Linked DNA regions of Mus musculus: region 1 is linked to region 2. Evidence: chromatin contacts called from public promoter capture Hi-C data. All regions are on one chromosome and are shown on one strand. Each heading gives the region's core, a stretch centred on a gene start, on an enhancer-like site or on the middle of the called end of the contact. The rest is flanking DNA. Distances are from core to core; before and after follow the strand shown. Region 1 has its middle 86 kb from the start of Gm30906. Region 2 holds the start of Zc3h12d (zinc finger CCCH type containing 12D).

What was found. Promoter capture Hi-C pulls out the DNA fragments that hold promoters and counts their contacts.
Region 1: a promoter capture Hi-C map of liver shows a contact between it and region 2. The contact joins the enhancer-like site here to the promoter of Zc3h12d in region 2. A contact is called at or near these places in 13 of 39 promoter capture datasets (the 3T3-L1 cell line, 3T3-L1-derived adipocytes, the C10 cell line and 9 more), 5 of 484 Hi-C or Micro-C datasets (embryonic fibroblasts, liver and nephron progenitors), 3 of 115 datasets of contacts at active chromatin or transcription factors (double positive thymocytes, hepatocytes and liver) and 2 of 9 other capture datasets (embryonic stem cells and liver).

The regions. Positions count from the first base shown.
Region 1 is chr10:8,088,067-8,091,252 of GRCm38.p6, forward strand. No RefSeq gene overlaps it. Among named protein-coding and RNA genes, the nearest start is that of Gm30906, 86 kb to the right of the region's middle. Within about 2 kb of position 1,400, at least 21 of the 459 cell types and tissues checked have an H3K27ac peak or open chromatin away from gene starts, as enhancers often do. A contact at or near this core is called in hepatocytes and liver, where this site is marked.
Region 2 is chr10:7,830,920-7,833,796 of GRCm38.p6, forward strand. Zc3h12d (zinc finger CCCH type containing 12D) reads left to right here and starts at 1,551. Exons shown (of 6, transcript NM_172785.3): 1 at 1,551-1,643.

The sequences.
Region 1 (3,186 bases), core at 150-2,649, 260 kb after region 2:
TAATTCTGCTTCCCAGTCCCGTGCTCTCAGAAATAAGACTCAGACTCAAAATACTTTTACAAATATCTTGGCTATATAGCTAGGTTCTACTCTGACTATATCAAAACTAAAGATACCCATTTATTTTCACCTACATTTTGCCACATGGCTGTGATCAGGTACCACACCTCTGTCTCTTCACCTCTTTTGGGGCTCCTCTCCCTACCTCCTTCTCTTCCAGAATTCTTTCTCCTCCAGATGTCCCACTTCTATTTCCTGCCTAAGCCATAGACCTTTTTAATTAACAGATGAGGCATCTGTGCAATACATAAGATGATCTCTCTACAGGTTAGGGGCACAGAGACTGACTTGGAGATGGTATGTTGCTGGTCTCTGAGACAGAGGAAGAAGCCACACAGCACGAAAGGTCAGCAGTCTCTGGAAGTTTTAAAAGGCTTTTTCCTAGAAAGTCTACAAAAACCACAGCCCAGCAGCGCCTTGATTTGAAGCTCTCCAACCTATGCACTTGGATACTTTGTATCGCTTTGTGTGATTTGTTAGAGCAGCAGTAGGCAACTGATACTAACTTTCAACTGCTTAGCAGAGAATTCTCTAAGTCAGGTGGATGAGTAGATTCTAGTAGGAACAAAATTTATTTTAGTGCTAAATAACATCAAAAAGACAAAAAGCCCTAAGCCTTTTCAATTATAATCCTCCCAGGGGTAAAAAAGATGATTGTGTGTGTGTGTGTGTGTGTGTGTGTGTGTGCGTGCTATGGACTAGTTCTGTAGTCTAGAAAGGGTTCAAGTAATGGTTGGCAGGGTCTGTTTTCTCTGTTGTTGACTTTCTTTCATGTGAGTCACTGTCCTTGAGTTTTGAAATCCTGCTTTGACAGGGTCTGTTTAGTTGAACTTAGGTGCTGTAATTCATTGATACACTTTACCGAGCACAAGAAAAACACATATCAGGGTGTGCTATAATTGAGAGCAGAGGGTGCTCTCAACTCTTCCCTTTGGGCCCTGATGAAAACACCCGGGTGGATAAACACACAAAGATGGAGTGTTATAAACTTATCATTTCTTTCATAGGAAAAAAAACATTTTCATAATTTAAAATAGCAACACTGACCCATAGACATCCAAAAGGCAGACTTACTTCTGGAAAACTTTCAGAGTGGTCTCAAAGCCTTTCGTGTTGAAAACTCTTACATGGGGACACATATCAAAATCAATTCAGGACTCTGGCAGAATTTCCATTTCTTACCAGTGTGATAAGGAAGAAATTGCACCCACCAGCTCGATAAAACACTGTTGAAGTGCCTAGAGAGAGCGCCACAAAGCAGCATGGATTCCTTTCCACTGAACGGTGGAAGGCAGGGACGCACAATTTCACGGGCTGCTGACTTCAGAATAATAGCCTCAGTGAAGACACGGTCTCCTAGTAGAAAGGCTCCCGAAGCTCGATTATCCCAGCTAGGTTGGAGCTTGGCTGAAGCAGAGAGATGGAAAGTGAGACATTGTGGCTTCTGACAGGTCCCACGCTATTGTGTTGGCTCTCCTCCAGCTGTCTTCAGTTTAGTGGACAAAGTCCAGTTCTCTTGCTTACCATGAAACAAGCTCTCACTTCACAGCTCAGTTGGGACTCAGTTTACCTCTTCTCTTACACAGAGTCTCCCCTAAAAACTCCAACAGTATTGGTTAGAATCAGAGTCCCTTCTAGCTGTGGGGATAGTACTCGTGTGTTTCCTATTACAAAACAGTGTTAGATCAACCTATCTTCCTGAGCTTCTGGTACTTGTTTAGTGGAAGGGACCATGTCCCGACCACCTTGTGTTCTCTGCGCCTTAGCAAAGCATGCCACATAAATACTTATAAAACTCTGACTGACTGAAGGAACCATGAGCATTGTTTTGTTATTTTTAGAGCAAAGCTCTTTTTTTCTTTGTCCTCCTACTCTGCATCTTCCTCCTTCTCCTTTTCTCTTTTTGTCTCTTTGATTACAGTATGTGTGGTGGTGCAGTTTGGGGATGCTATGGAACCATTACCAGGTAGAGCCCTGTGGAGGGCTTTTAGAGTTTGTAGCTCCACCGCGTTTGTTCTCTCTGCTTCTGTGTGATCTCTCAGCTTTCTGCTCTGGCTGCTTGTGCCACGTCTCCATGCCACCCCTCAGCCGTCCCCACTGCCCCTATTATGAACTCTAGAATAGAAGACAAAATCAACTTTCTTCCTTAGTTGTTTTACATTGAGGTATTCTATCACAGCATCAGAAGTAGTTGAGGCAGCATGTCCTCAAATGAGTACTAGAGGGTCAGGGGCATTAATGACACATGTAGAATGTTGTACTGGGACCCTGAGATACCCCTTCTCCTTCTGTCTCACCTCCTTAGCATCTTCACAAATCCTGACAAATAAGGTCCCTGGCTCTACTACTTGTTCTCAACCTGCTCTCTCTAGGCAAAACCCAGGGTTCTTTTGATTATGCTCTGGGAACACCAATATCCCTGTGGTCATGCTCTTAGAACTTGTAACAAATAACCAAGGCCAGGATGGCTAAAACAGCAGAAGTCTACTCTTCTAGGCCTGAAGTCAGGCAGGTGTCAGTGGGTCCATTCTTGTTCAGAAGGAAGAAAATGGGTTTCCTGCTGTTCTCTTAGCTTCTGCTATCTGCCTGCAATCCTGGTGGAGCTTGGCTTGTGCTACACCCCTCCAACCTCCTCCTTTGTCTTTATTCTCTCTGTGTGTCTGTTTCCCCTGTTGTAGACACTACCCATACTCTCTACGGTCTGTCTCGTCCTAACTTATATTGTAATTATATCTGAAGACTCCATTTCTAAACAAGGTCACAGAATACTGTCTTGATCACGGTTCAATCCACATCGAGCCTTTTTCCAGAGAAGCACTCTCATCTCAGCTTGCTTAGCCTAGGATACATCTGAGGTGCTACCTGGCCCCAGTGACTATTTAGACATCTGTGACTAAGGTGAACACAAAAAAGGAAATGTATCAATCATTTTTCCCTCCCATGGCAAAATGGCCAAGAGAATTAATTTTCGCTGACTGAAGGCTTGTTTTGGAAAATTTCCATCTATGGTCAAGGCTGTGGTGCAGTATCTATCACCTATAGCAAGAAGTGAAATTGCTTATCGTATCCCTAACAAGGCAGGAGAGAGAGAGAGAGAGAAAGAGAGAGAGAGAGAGAGAGAGAGAG
Region 2 (2,877 bases), core at 301-2,800:
CCAGGCTGCCCTTGAACTCAGAGATCTGCCTGCTTCTGCCTTCCGAGTGCTAGGACAAAAGATGTGTGCCACCACTGCCCAGCTGACACCATCATTTTTGTTCATATGTGTGCATCTGTGTGTGTGAATGCATGTGCATATATGGAGGAGGAGGCTCCCGAGGCACTGTCTACTCATAATTTTAGGATTTCGTGTGTGTGTGTGTGTGTATGTGCACTCTGCCACAGTGTGTGTCAAGGTCAAGGGACAGCTTGCAGGAATGGGTTCTCTTCTTCCACATGTAGGTCCTAGGTATCACAGGTTATCAGCCTCGGCCATGGGTGCCTCTACCTGCTAAGGCATCTCAATGGCCTATAAATCAAGATTTTTATATCCCATATCCCCGGTCCATCTTAATAATCTTCCCAGAGCTTCTGAGACCTGTTGTCTTAGACCTAAGCTCTCAAGGCTAGGTGTGGTAGTTCACACCTTTAATCTCAGCACTGGGAGGCCGAGGTAGGAGGACTGAGTTCAAGGCTAGCCTAGGTATAGCATGCTCAAGGATGGCCTAGAATACATACAAAGACGGTGTTTCAAAAAACATAAATGACCCAGTGGGTAAGAGTGTTTGCTGTGCAAGCAGTAAAGAGAGCCGCCGAGCCCTTTTTCCTCCTGATTAGAAATCAGGAGGACCTGATTTCTAATCTCCATCACCCAGGAGAAAGCCAGGGCATTCTTGCTTCCTCAGACCCAAGTCCCGGGTTCAAAACTCAGCTTAACTCCTTAGCTATATCCTTGAAGAAGTCTTTGTTAGGGGTGTTATCTGGTGGGAGGTGGGCTGCTATACCTTTTTTTTTTTTTTTTTTTTTTTTTTTTGCATTGCTATGAAAGACCCCAAATTCAGGAAACAGAATTCTGAGTCTGCTCTCTGTACTTGCTCTATGTATAGCGGCTGAATGGTGCATTGTGTAGGCCTGGGATCAGATGTGAGCTCCTCAGTTAGAGAAAGCTGTCACTCACTCCATGTAGGACTGCAGTAAAGAGAGCCGCTGAGCCCTTTTTCCACAGGGGGTCATTACTTCTTGAGACTCCTGGCTTTGTGGGTGACGGGCAGAATCCTCTCAGCCCAAGTTCCATGAACAACTTGAGGCGGTCTTTGCCCTTCCCGCTTCCCTTTGACAGTCTATGGTCTTCTTCAGCTGAGCATCGACTTCCCCTAGAGCATCTTCAAGCAGATGGGCTTCCCAGCCACCAGGAGTGGGAACTTAGCAGCTCTTCTCACCCTCCGATTCCATTCGCGGTGCTTTTGCCCTCTTGGACTCCTGGCTGTCCCGGGAGGAGGCGCGTTTGTTTTGCACGGTTGCTGTACTTTGCTTTGACTGGGGCGGAGGCGTGAACTTCCTACCTCTCACTGCCTTCTTCCTTTTCTCTTTAACACAAAGTGTAAGTACCTTTTGCAGCTGAACGTGCCTTGCGCAGGAAGTGGAGCGCAGGCTTGGATCAGCTTCTAGCAGGGGTGTGGCCTGGGCGCTGGCCCTCCTCTGACTCCAGCAACTCCTGAGGGACTGAGCAGAGCACTCCCTAGCTGAAAAGAGAGGGGCACTGGGAAGGCTCAGGCAGCTGGGCCAAGTCTGCTGTGAGAGCCCGAGGGACACACCCTGCTGGTGAGTGCTTGTGCCCTGCTATCAATTAACGTGGCAGGCACAGTACAGACTTCAGTCAAGGGCATGGGAGAAGGGCATGTTAGAGACAGGTGTGTGAGCCAGGACTGCCCTCAACACCCTGGCTTCTCACACCTGAGACGTTCTGTTAGGTGTTCAAATTACGGAAATACGGTAAGCATCATTAACTGCCTTTAGATGCAGGGTCTGCTCAGTTTTATCAAGGATCATTCTGTGTGACGGGGGAGGACGGGGGTTAATCCAGCCAATTGAAGTAAACCTCCCATCTGCGGGCTTCGTAGCAACGTTGAATGCTGTGGCGTTCAGGAGTGGACATTGCTTTATTCTTTCCAGGCTCACTAAAGTGTCTACCAGTCTAGACAGTGGCTCGGCGGGGTCTACTTTCCTGGCTGGAGAGAGATCAGGAGTTTTGGCAGCAGCCTCAAGACTGATGAAGAGATTGATTGGTCTTAGCCTGATATGGCTAATTCTTTGCAGAACTAGAAACCCAAGCTTTGTCACCCAAGATTAGGGAGTTTTCTCCCAGGCCTGATGATGCTAATATGGACCTGGCCTAAGGATAGGTCTATGGCCCATGGCTCTAAATGCTTCAAGCATGCCTGTAAGTTACCTATAGCAGCAGAGAAGGATGGGGGTGGCAGGGAGTAAGTCTGAGGAGAAAACAAAAGTCCAGGCCAGAACATGTTCATAACAGTTTGAGTGACAGTAGCCAAGAGACAGAAGCAGCCAAAGTAGCCCCTGTGAGTGAACACACACACATATGGATTATGATTCATAATCCACATGGGTTGTGATTCTGCCTCAAACAAAAGGGAAATTTGGACACAACACGGTAGGAGCTTGAGGTTGTTGAGCTAAGTAGAATGAATAGTGTCAGAGGATACATGTTGTGCGATCCCACTCCTGTGGGCCAGATTCCTGGACACAGCAGAAAGATGGCTACTAGCTAGGGCAGGGCAGGGCTTGGGGGCTCAGGAGGATGGATTTCAAGGGATGGAGAGTTCTGGAGATGGGTGAGCAAAGTGTAGACTACTCACCCATACAGGTGAGCTTAGAGATGGTTAAAATGGGGCCTTGTGCAAGCCAGGCAAGCACCCTGCTACTAAGATACAGGCCTAGCCCTCTGCAATAAGTTTTTAAATTACAAATTCTCTTTTAAAAAGGCAGAAGTGAGCAGGCTTAAAAAAAAAAAATCAGCCCTGTGGGATGAAATCTT